3 separate regions of the Sus scrofa genome follow, and all the other regions are linked to region 1. Evidence: chromatin contacts called from public promoter capture Hi-C data. All regions are on one chromosome and are shown on one strand. The core of a region is the stretch at or near the end of the contact, and the rest is flanking DNA. Distances in the headings are between cores, read along the strand shown. Region 1 holds the start of JARID2 (protein Jumonji). Region 2 holds the start of MCUR1 (mitochondrial calcium uniporter regulator 1). Region 3 holds the start of CD83 (CD83 antigen).

Region 1 (3,935 bases), core at 506-3,005:
ACTGAGCAAGGCCAGCATTGAACCTGCATCCTCAGGGATACCAGTCGGGTTTGTTATCTCTGAGCCACAATGGAATTCCAAGGTTGTTTTTTTTAAATCTCAGGAATTTTTTTTGGTTGCACCCACTGCATACATAAGTTTCTGGGCCAAGGATTGAACTCACTCCAATGCCAGATCCTTAATCTGATAGGCCACCAGGGAACTCCTCTCTTGATTTTTTTTTTCCATGCTGGAAAGTTGTGGCTTATCTCAAGCTGCTGAACTCCTACTCATCCTTCAAAACTCCTCATTCCTGATCACCTCAGCTATGTATTCCCTTTAACACCTTTTCCATGGTGCAAATACAGCCCTGTTTACAGCTATCATGATTGATTCCAGAGTCTGCCTTTTCTACTCCGTGTTTCTTCACAAAGGACTTTGGCCTCTCTTGCTGTGTCCTCATGGATGAGGCCACTGCTGGCATATAAGTCCTGCGGAAGCCCTGTACCTAGAAATGTGTTCCCCCACCCTGAGACCTGAAGAGGTCAAGATAAGAGCTGGGAGGTGTTAAAATCATCAGCACAGAGAGTGAATCAGATTAATAGAAAATGAAAAAGAGGAGGAAAAAGACAGGAAAGGTAATACACGGTCTTGCCAAGATGGCAGGGAAAGGAAGCTCATCAGGAGACAGCTACTTCCACAACAGGAAAGGCTTTCAACTGCTAAAAGAGCCAATCTATTTCCCTTTTCAGGGAACACAACACTAATGTTATCCAAATCTTTTGGGAAGGAGCAATTCCTTCCTTTCCCTTTCAAGCTGAAACTGGGATGGTTTTTCAAATGTGGTGACCTGGAGTTGGTAGCCCAGCAGGGGAGTTGACAGGCCCAGGACCGGAGCAGTCCAGCCTTAGGGAGTGGCTGAGGGAACCTAGAAGAAACCCACCTTTGTTCTTTAATATTTTGCCTGGGGAAGGACAGATCCGACATTAAACCTCCTGAAAGCTGGTTAAAACCCTAAGAGTGTGGAGAAGTGGAGACTGCCAATATATGGGTCATAATGATCAGAAAGTCTTTTGAAACCACCTCCTTGTAACCTAACCATAAAGTCACTTGGGTGGCCAATAAGGAAAAGTGGAGTCTGTTCTATTGGTCCCCTCCTCAGCAAACAGCATCGGCCAAGTTTTGCCAAAGGAAGGCACAGAAGGTCATTTATTTTTCTGAATGTGAAATGAACCTATGACAAATTGTTTCAATTTAGAAAGCAGATTTTTTAAAAGGTAAAGTAATAATGAAACAATTTTAAAGCAGCATTTTATTTCATTTACCGAAAACTTTCAGTAAAATGGTTCTTAGCTGGGTTAACGTAATTATTATATAATCCACCCCACAATGCTTATTGATCGCTAATTTGCAGATGAGGAAACTGACCAGCTCAGAGAGGCCATCTAGCTTTCGGGAAGGGGCAGGGGTGATCTGAAACCCGGTCTCTCACCTCCAGTTTCTGAGACCTTCTTAGACACTGGGTTCTCTTTTCGAACATTGCTGTAGACAAAACCTCACAACTGTGATACTTTAGAGGTAAGGCGAATCCAAGGAATGAGAACTGAATGTTACGGGGAATGAATGTGAGGGCGCAGTCATCCCACTTTTCATTTCTTTAAAGGACTGCCTGGGAGAGGCTCATTTTAAACACTACTTCTGGAAAACCACGGTGAAAACGAGGAAATTGACAACGCAGAATGGCTAAGAGCGACTTGGCAAAGTTGTTCAGAAAGCAAAGGCCATAAGAGAGACACGAGGGCCTCCGGCTTCGTTTCCAGCAACGATGAGGTCGGCACCACAAGCCAGAGGCAGGTAGAAGGCAGGCTCTCGCCCGGCTGCCGCGGTTGATACTCCCGATGCTTCCTCGCGGTGAGCACGTCTGTGGGGCTCGGGGTCCGTACGCCACCGGTCTCCCCCTCGTTTTCCTCTCGCTCACAGGCGCAAAAGACGCCGGGACCAGCCGGGACCCAGCGCGATCTCCTCAAAGTCGGGGGGTCTTTCGTAGGAGCCGGCGACGAGGGGCTTCCCTTTTGGCCCCCCTGCCCGCACCCCCGACGTCGACCTCGCGCGCCGGGAGGTGGCCTTTCCGAGCGTGGGGGCGCGTGCGGCCGCGGGGCGCGTGCAGAGGTGACCTCAGGGTCCCCCGAGCCCGACCGCGGCACGCTCCGTGCGAAAACGCGAGGCGGTGTCCTGAGGTGACACCGGCTGCGCCGCCGAGGCAGCAGGCGCCGCCGATCAACTAGTTCGCACCGAGGATTCCTCTTGGTGCGTGGCCCAGTTTTCCTTAGGACGGGCTCCAACCCCTCGCTGCCACCGCCCCCCGCGCCGCCCCGCTCCGAGGCCTTCCCCGGAGACGCCGCGCGTCCCTCCCCCGCCGCTCGGCGCGGGCCGGCGCGCGCGCGCGCGCGCGATTCCTCGATTCCACAGGCGGTTCGCGCCGTGGGTGGGGGCGGGGCGTGCGGGGAGGGGGGCGGCCGCCGCGGGGGGAGGGGGGCCGTGGCCGGGAACCTGGGGGCGGGGGCGGGCCGGCGTGGGGAGTTCCTCGCTCGCGGACCACACGCTCCGCGGGCCAATCCCGAGCCAGCCTCTCGCAGTGTCACACGCGGGACACGTCCAAGCGTTTGTTGGCAGAGCCTGCGATGGGGAGGGGGAGGGGGCGGGGAGGAGGGAGGGGGGTTTGAGTGACAGGCTTGCGGGGCAGGCTGGGAATTGTAGTTCTCAGCTCCCGTGGCCATAGCCATTTTGTAGTCGGGAGACTACAACTTCCAGAAGATCGAGGGGACCATTCTAAGGTGCCCCGGGAATAGGCGGCTCTCCCCGGGGCCGGGCGTTCTGGGGCACTGGCACCCAGCAGCCCGGCTGCAGGTAGACAAGAGGGCAATGGCGGGGGTTAGCGTGCGGCGGCTGTGGGGTGAGCGGCAAGCTGGGGAAAGGGGGTGAGGTGGAGCGACCGAGCGTGCCATGCATTGAGCTAGGGAGCCTCTCTCAATTCCACTCCTAGGCTTGGCGTGGGAGCGATTCTTGAGGGGTAGCCTGGGCAAGGTTCGTCGAGGCCTCTTGGATGTCTGGTCGACCCAGCTGCAGGGGTCCTCGGAGCCCGGCCAGGGGCGGTCGGTGCCGGGGTAGGCGGGCGCCTGGTGGCCCAGCTGTGGGAGTTTTCGGCTGGCCTCCGGCAGGGAATTACCCGAGGAGCCCTAACTTGTATAAAAGCAGAGTCCATTTAAAGTTGGGCTGGATAGCTTCTCTCTCATTGGTTAGGGGGCTTGGAAAAAAGAGACTCGGCGAGCCCTCGCTGTGGTGCTGCCGCCGCCGCCGCCGCTGGAGTTGACTCTTCTGCTCGCACTGCTGCTGCAGCACAAACGTGACTTCCAACATTTTTTATTTATCTTTCCCTTTTCTTTTCCAAGATGTAACTACGGATCAGACACTAAGGACCTTCACGTTTCGCTGATGTAGTTTTTGGAGGAAAAAGGGGGGGGAGTGAAGGGCGTCGGTTTTTTTTGTGTGTGTGTTTCGGGGGAAATTTTCCATTATGAGTGTTTTACTAAAGTGATTTTTTTTTTTTTGTTTGCTTCGTTCGTCTTTTGGCTTTTTTTTTTCCTTTCCAATTTCGGATTTATTTCAAGGCGAATCGGGCTTTGGGGGAAGAGGAAGAAAAGTCGGATTACAAGATCAACCACCACCACCACCAACAATAAAAACCACCAGGATATTTTTTTTGCAAATTTCTGACGGCTTTAAATTCATGAAGCAATTGTCCCCTTTTGCAATCAGCATTTGGATCTCAGAATGAGCAAGGAAAGACCCAAGAGGAATATCATTCAGAAGAAATACGTAAGTGCTCCTAACAACACATCCTTTGACTTGTAGTTTTAAGCAATGGCTGTGAATGTCAAGTTTATAGATAATTCTGC
Region 2 (3,935 bases), core at 913-3,412, 1.2 Mb before region 1:
CTCACTTAAATTGGGCACCTCTTTTTTCATCCTTTATCTCCAGCCCTGGGCAAAAACTGGCCTCCATGAGAAGACATCCTGACACAGATGAGCCCTAGCAGGAGAAACAGTGGTGAGAGAATGAATGAATGCATCTCTCAAAGGGATCTCTCAAGCCACCCATCTCAGAACCATGCTGGGCTGTCCCATGGGTTAGGGGCTCAAAAACCTTTGAGTCTAGAATTAGCTTACGAAAAGTGACAGAATTATTCTAGGCCTCGATTCCTTTTTTTCCAGTAACAAATAATCATTGTGTAATTTAAAACAAAACACCTCCTTGCACACACAAAACAAACTATCACTGCTACTTTTGAAGCAAGTGAATTCCAATTTAGATACGGCAGATTTTTTTTCTTTTCAAAAAAAATTTGGAATTTCAATTGCAAGCTCATTTCAAAGAAATATTACTGCTGTCTGAAAAGTTGAGAAAACGACTAGCCACTTGCCACTTAGCCCTCCAAGCCCTGCTGATGGAAGGTGAATTCTGTCTTGCCTCCATCCAAGGGCAGTCCCTGAGGACACAGCAGTATTCTGGCACTGGGAACACCTCTGACTCACTTTTCCTCCTTTATTGTGACAACAAAACGAGGCCCAAGAACTATGAATTCCCACTAACAATCAGGAAACAAGTAACCTGACCTATGCTAAAGTATAACATGTAATTCTCCTTTGGGGAGGGGAAACTTGAGCATATAGAAAGGATATTAAAACCCTACACGAGAAGCTCAAAGTTAGATCCTTAGCCCATGAGCGAGGTCAGGGATGGAACCTGCGTCCTCATGGATACTAGGCAGATTCGTTTCCACTGAGGCACGACAGGGAACTCCTGCTTAGGCTTTCTTAACCTCACGCAAGACCCCCTGCCTCACCTCCTTTAAGTATTTCATCAAACGGCACCTTCTCCATGAAACCTACTCCAATGACTATTTAAATTAGTAACTGGAGGCTCACTCACTTCGTGGTGATCTTACCCCCTTTATATTTTTACAGCATTCATCAGATTATATACATTATTTATGCATGCATAAATAATACACACACATATATATATTCTCCTCTGCTAGAATTAAGCTCCAAGTAGGAAAAGATTTTGTTAGCTGATACATCCCGCGGACCCAGCAGAGTGCCAGGGAGAGTGGAAGCCGGTGCTTAACGAATTAATGAAGCCACGAGAGTTTGAAATTAAAGTATAAAACAATCCCTTCATGTCCCTTAGCTTCCATCCTCAAACTCGCAAGCCTCCGGCACACCTGCTCCTTTACCGGAGTCGCTACACACACCGCGCACCTGCAAAACAGAAACCTGCGAGCGGGCGCCACGCGGCGGCTCTACAAACGCGCGCGCTCCCTCCTCCCCGCTCGTACCTCCTGCCCCGCATTCCATTAAAAGCTGCGCCCTGCACCCGGCGCCCGCAGCCCGACTCACTCGGATCCTCTCCGCTGAGGGAGCCCAGGAGAGCGCGGACCAGAAGGGCGGGGCCCGACAGACCTTCGTCCCCGCGGCCGGGAGGAGCCCGGCGACCTCGGCTGACCCGCCCTCAGGAGCGCAGAGCCCAGCTCCCGCCGCCCCGGCCCGGCCCTCACCTCTCCTCGAGGAAGCGAGGGCGGCCACCCGCCGGAGGCATAGGTGGAGCGCGCCCGCCGCGCAGGCGACGCGGGGGGCCAGGCCCGGCTGCCACCTCCACGCGCCGCCGCGCCCGGCCGGGGGAGACGAGGGCCCGGCGCGCCACCGCTCCCAGTTCGCCAGCGGCCGGCGAGGGCCGGCGGCGGCCAGGCGCGGGAAGGGCACAAGCAGGACGAGGAACAGCGGGGAGGCACGTGACGCGCTGGCACGGGCCGCCGGGCCGCGGGGCCGCAGCGCCCCCAGACCGCCGGGGAGCGTGGGCACGAGGCGGCGCGCGGGAACGCCACGGCCGCCCGGGCTTCCGCCGCGGCCCGCGGCCAGGAAGAGCAGAAGGCGCCGGCGGCCGGGCAGGCGCTTCGGCTTCTCCCCCGCGACGGAGCCGCAGTCCATCTCCGACGCGGTCACTGGCCCGGCCGCGCGCTCATGCCGGTCGCGCGCGGCCGCGGCGCGACACCGACAGCAGGAGCGAGCGTCGGCGGCAGCGCCGAACCGGGTCTTTCCTGTCGGGCGGGCGGGGCTCTGGGCGCGCGCTGGCGGAGGGGCGGGGCTCCAGGGCTCGAAGGGGCGGGCTCCGGGGCTCGAAGGGGCGGGGCTCCGGAAAAAGGCGCGTCCCAGTCCCAGCGAGTTCCAGTCCGGCAACCCGGAGGACCAGGAGGTGGCGGTGGGCTCTCCCGGAGCTGGATGACCTCGGTATTGCCACGATTTGCATATTCAGTACACCGATGTCCTTATAAAGCCATTAATTACCCTGGTGCTTTTCAGAATCCCAAGTCCGAGCACCACCAGGCTGCCCTAGGTTTTCCTAGTCCAAAGTTCCCCAAAGTGTGGCGCTGGGGTGCGTTTTAAAGAATTGTTAGCCGGGTGTATTTTAAAGAATTGTTAGAAGGTATAGCCGTTACATATTCAACACATTTAAAGCTAAACTTTCAGCTTGATGAGTGCGTCATAGAAGTGAGAAAGTTTCCATCTGAGAATTTCAAACGTAGGAGCTTGAGTGGTCAGTGAGACCTGCTGGTATAAAAGGATATCTGATTCCAGGGGCGTTCAGGTCAGTGAACTTTTTGAATGCCTATCGCACCTATCTCCAATATTGGTCCATTGTGTGAATTCAGCAGTGTTTCTTGAATGAATGAATGCAGTGCTCAAGGCACCAACCTAGAAGATACAAAAATAAAAAATAAAAGGAGCCCTTTTTTTTTTTTTTTTTTTTTTTTTTTTTTTTTTTTTTGCTATTTCTTGGGCCGCTCCCGGCATATGGAGGTTCCCAGGCAAGGGGTTCAATCGGAGCTGTAGCCACCAGCCTATGCCAGAGACACAGCAACTCGGGAACGGAGCCGCGTCTGCAACCTACACCACGGCTCACAGCAACGCCGGATCGTCAACCCACTGAGCAAGGGCAGGGACCGAACCCGCAACCTCATGGTTCCTAGTCGGATTCGTTAACCACTGTGCCACGACGGGAACTCCAAGAGCGCTGTTTTCTTACACACCTGTATATATAAAATACATGACACGAAGAAGAGACAGAGCTATAAAGTGCTGGTAAGAAGAGAGGGCATATGGTTATGGAAGTGATGTAAGTGGCTATCAAAATATTAAGAATTAAAAACATTAAAGGCCCAAGTAGACACTTTCAGAAGGGGTTAGTAGGAGTTATACATCCTTAGAACTGATAGGAAACAATTTAGCAATATGCTTCAACAGTGTTTTATGTTCATAAAATTTGCTTAAGTCACCCAACTCTGAAAATTTAACCTAAGGGAATAATACAAAATATTTTTTTAAAACTCTACTAGATTGGACTATATGAACTTGTCATTTTGATAGATCAAAATGTTGAAGATTTTTAATTTCATAGGGATCAACCTAATACATGCACAAAGATATTCACTGTATTGTAATTTATGATTGTGAAAAGATGGAAGACACAAATTCCAACATTAGAGGAATGGTTAAATAAACTATGGCACAGACTTTATTTAATGAAAGCCGTTTGTAGCTTTTTGAGGTTGAGGTATAACTTACATGTAATAAAAATGCACAGATCTTAGTTCAGTTTGATGATTTTTGATTGTATACCTCATATAACCACTACCCAAACAAAATATAGAATACGTCCATCACTCCAGAAAAGCTCTAGTGTGCCCCTTTCCAGTTTTTTAGATAATCTGCCTGCTTCTCAAAAGACAACCATTTTCTTTTTTGTCCTTTTTTTTTTTTTTTTTTTGTCTTTTTTTGCCATTTCTTGGGCCGCTTCCTTGGCATATGGAGGT
Region 3 (3,935 bases), core at 898-3,397, 1.0 Mb before region 1:
TTATCTCTATCAAAAGAAGAAACATGAAAATAAATGTTAATAGATCAGAAATATTTATCTGACAAAAAACTCAATCTCATTTGTCTTTCTAATGAATATTTCATAAATATGTGAATGGCTCTTGTGGCCATTGTGTGCAGAACCTTATACTGGCCCCTTTGGATACAATAACAGTGTGTTTCTAAGAAAATATTGAAAGGCTTATTCTTTTTTTTTGGCTGCACCTGCTGCAGAAGTTCCCAGACCAGGGATTGAACCCAAGCCACAGCAGCAACCCAAACCATAGCAGTGACAATGCCAGATCTTTAACCTGCTGAGCCACCAGAATTCCCCGGAAACCTTATTCTGACGAGGATGGGGGATAGTGGTACAGAATCTTTGTAATTAAGAGTTTTATTGCCTAGGCTATGCTCATATAGTCCCTGTTCTCAATGATTTCACGGTCTTATTGATAAGGTTTCACATGCGCAGTTATTAAAAAATATATCGGACTGAGCTCTAGAAAGTGTTATATGGAATATAAATAGGCACCAAAATATAGGACACACAAAAAAAGGTTTTGAGTGACCAAGTTATAGTAGGTCTGAAATAACCGGGGAAGTTTCCATGAAAGAGGAAGTCTTGGGGGCTGTACCGTGTAAGGATCAGAAAGTAGTCTGGCTCTGTTTTGGATTAGACCTTAGGACTTAGATAAAGTTGTGTAACGAATACCAACCCCCTCCCAATCCCAGTGTTTTCCATGCAAGGATCAGGCAGGACCTAGAAAATGTTCTGTAACAAGTACCCCCTCCCCCCTCCCAAATCCCCGTGACTTGCATCACAGACATTGGCTCTTCCTGCTCACTGGTGTGTGCAGGGGGTGAGGTTCAGCTGATCTTGGTTGGACTCAGGTGGGCATGGCTCCGCTTTGGGCCTCCTTCCTTTATCTCTTTCTGGGTCTGGCACTCTCTGGGACATAGTCTTCCCATGGTTCTGGCAGAAATTCAAGAGTCCAACTCAAATCCAACAAGAACATTTAAAGCCACTGCTCCATTATTTCCCCTAACATTCCAAAGCGAGTGACATGACTGAGCCACACATCACTGGGGCGAGGAAATACACTGCCTCAGTTCTCACGAGGGATACGGCAAGCCACAGGCAAGGGTCGTGGGTGTATAGATCTCTACAACAGGGAACGAGCAAAGAATGGGAAACCGTAATTCCAGCTGCCAGTCATATGTGGAAAAAACAGTGGCAGAATCGCACAGTTAAGAATCCCCAGTGAAAAACACAGGTAATAGATCACTGTGCTTCAGGGGCCTGAGATGAAAAGACTATTTGTCATGTTATCTTTAAGATTTTGGAGGTTTGTGATAGGACTACATGCTGACTAGTTCATCTTCCTGGATTAAAAAAATTAATAGTACACTTCAGTTAAATAAGAACTTGAGTTGGAGGACCTTCTCTGTCTGGGGGCTAAAACGCTGGCAGAAATTATGGAAAGAGGTGGAGTTTCCATTTCTGGCTCTGCAGGAAGAGAGCCGTGTTTTGCCTCATCAAGGTGCCTGGACAGGATGAGCCCTTCAAGCCTTTTTCGGCTCTAGGTTCTTGTGATGTCAATGTTACTTCCCCTCCCAAAACCCCCGCAGCGGCCGGCCGAGCGTCAAGGGGCCGGACAAGACCCTTGACGGCAGATTGTGTGAGTTCTTCTTTTGGTTTCTCTGGCAGGAAGTGACGGAGGGGGAGTGTAAGGCTGCAGGTCTGCTTTGGGGTCACTGTCTTGGGGTGGCTGATTGATGCCAAGGTGCTGTCCCAGGAAGCCTGGCTACCAACCCCTGGGGACCTCCCAGTGCCGAAGAGCGTTATGTGTGGCGAACAACGGATGCTCGATGGTGTGGACTGGCCTTCAGCAAAAACCGGACTCTACTGTCAAAGATTTCATACAGATCTTAGGACCCTCAGAAGTAATCTAGGTGGAACTAAATGTTATCGAATCTCATTCCATAGTGGGGATGGTACTAGCGAGTCACTGGGCTGCTGTGTAGGTTAGATGAGAAAATATATGTAAAGATCCCACCAGGGTCTAGCAGATAGACACTAGCAGGTCTACTAGTAAGTGGTAGACACTTGCTCTAGCAAGTAAGGATTAAATAACAGTAGCCTTTTTTTTTTTTTTTTTTAAAGCAGAACCAAGAACATTCCATTTTGGGGGGAAATCAGATGTTCTTTTTTTTTTTTTAAATTCAGGCAAGGCTGCCGGCTCCAGGCTGAGGCACTGGTAAAAAATTTCTGCGATCCTCCCAGCAAGGGAAGTCTGATTAAGAAACTCTTACAAATAAATGTTTATTAAAGGGCAACAGTATCTGGTCTTGGGCTGCACTGCAGAGGTGTAGCAGGTAATTTGCACAGATCTCCCTGAGTTCAGTTGGTTTCCAGCCTCCAGACATGCACTTGACCCGAATGGCCTGGAAGTTGCTCCAGGGCAAAGGCAGTGTCTTTTCCGAGGTTGTGGGCCCCCTCGCGTTGAGCATAATGGGTTGTAAATTCTAGGTCCTCGGTGAATAAGTGTTTGCTAAGTGAATGAAAACATCTAGAATCATCCTGTTCCCATAGCACGCATGTGCCGTCCACATCAGCTCAGTGCTTCACTGAGTTTCAAATCATGGGCTAAAAATGAAGATAAAGTACATGCGTCTAACTTAGGGTACAGGAGGCAGTCTGTCTTCTAAGACCTTCGCATCAGCTGAGTTTGAGAACCAGGGCCCTGTGTTGAATTAGCTCCGTAATAACCACACTGATGGCTCCTCTGCCAGGGGGCTCTGGTTGACACCTAATTAAGTTTCGGTTGACCTCTCCCCAGAGTTACTGGGAACTTTTATTTCCTCTGTCAAAGCACAAAATAGACTCAGGGGAACTTCCCCAGAAAAGGCCAAACCTGGCCTCTTGTGGGTTCCACATGGGGACCCACGTGAATGTCACCAAGCCTTTGTAAAGTTCCCCCTGGCTTCCTGTCCCCCAGTCAACTGTATCTGTTCACAGCACCAGGCTCTGACCTGGGCTTAGGCCATCAATGTCCCTTGCTTCCCAGGGACCCTGAGGCTGGATTTCTTGCCTCTGTCCTTGCCCTGTTCCTCCGCTGACATCACCCCCCACCCCACAAAGCTCACCACTGGTCCCCTCCAGTCTGGGACTGTATCCTAGATTTTGTAGCTCAACCGAGAGAATGTGAACTTGAGCCCTCATTCCCCTTCCCTTTCTTTAACCCATGAACTTTACGTAGCCATTTGCACTTAGAGTGGTGCCTGTGAACTCAGACCCCTGCCAGCACCACACAGATCACATCACGTGTGGAGCTGGTGGGCACCCTGGGAAGTGGGCGGGAGCTTCCCAGGTCTCTGCCGATCCTTGGCCTCCCTGCTTGGATAGCAGATGGTGCAGAGCGTGAGTTTGCTGCCGTGGAACAAAGAGCTGCATGAGATGCTGAGCGGCCACCAGAACCTGCCCCCCACCCAGTTTAGCTGCAGTGGGGGAGAGGTGGGAGGGCAGATTAGCTACTGGAGGCTGGACAAGGAGGGCATACGCATCTTAATTCTGGCTGGTATACCCAAGTCTTGATCTTTTATTTTCAAGAGAAAGCAAAAACCTGGATTTTTTCATGTGAAATACCCCAATTTTCAACACAGCCTGGTTTAGTCTAAAAGCTCTGTGTTGGCTAATGGAAACCACCCGTAGGTTGTACTCAGGCTGCGGACTGCTGGTTGGACGGCTGCCTTACTGAGACCCCACACGAGCTTCGGTTCCTTGATTCCTTGGGGCATCTTTATGATCCACCTTTTGGGTGCAGAAAGCCCATAGGTGAATGGAGGAGCTGGCTCTGAGCCTGCTTCTTTCAACTCCAAGTCCACGGGTCCAGCTGCTGCAACGAGAGGTTTCCCAGCTGCCGAGTTTTCCCCAAG

Evidence for each region. Promoter capture Hi-C pulls out the DNA fragments that hold promoters and counts their contacts.
Region 2: a promoter capture Hi-C map of liver shows a contact between it and region 1, with 4 times the contacts expected there. The contact joins the promoter of MCUR1 here to the promoter of JARID2 in region 1. A contact is called at or near these places in 2 of 5 promoter capture datasets (fetal skeletal muscle and liver) and 1 of 2 datasets of contacts at active chromatin or transcription factors (alveolar macrophages).
Region 3: a contact with region 1 is called in a promoter capture Hi-C map of liver, with 5 times the contacts expected there. The contact joins the promoter of CD83 here to the promoter of JARID2 in region 1. A contact is called at or near these places in 1 of 5 promoter capture datasets (liver) and 1 of 47 Hi-C or Micro-C datasets (embryonic fibroblasts).

What each region holds. Positions count from the first base shown.
Region 1 is chr7:11,356,488-11,360,422 of Sscrofa11.1, forward strand. It overlaps JARID2 (protein Jumonji), which reads left to right and starts at 1,756. Exons shown (of 19, transcript XM_021100205.1): 1 at 1,756-1,890; 2 at 3,648-3,855. The coding sequence starts at 3,811.
Region 2 is chr7:10,140,735-10,144,669 of Sscrofa11.1, forward strand. It overlaps MCUR1 (mitochondrial calcium uniporter regulator 1), which reads right to left and starts at 2,163. Exons shown (of 8, transcript XM_005665577.3): 1 at 1,623-2,163. The coding sequence starts at 2,052.
Region 3 is chr7:10,343,975-10,347,909 of Sscrofa11.1, forward strand. CD83 (CD83 antigen) reads left to right here and starts at 2,148. Exons shown (of 6, transcript XM_021100200.1): 1 at 2,148-3,935.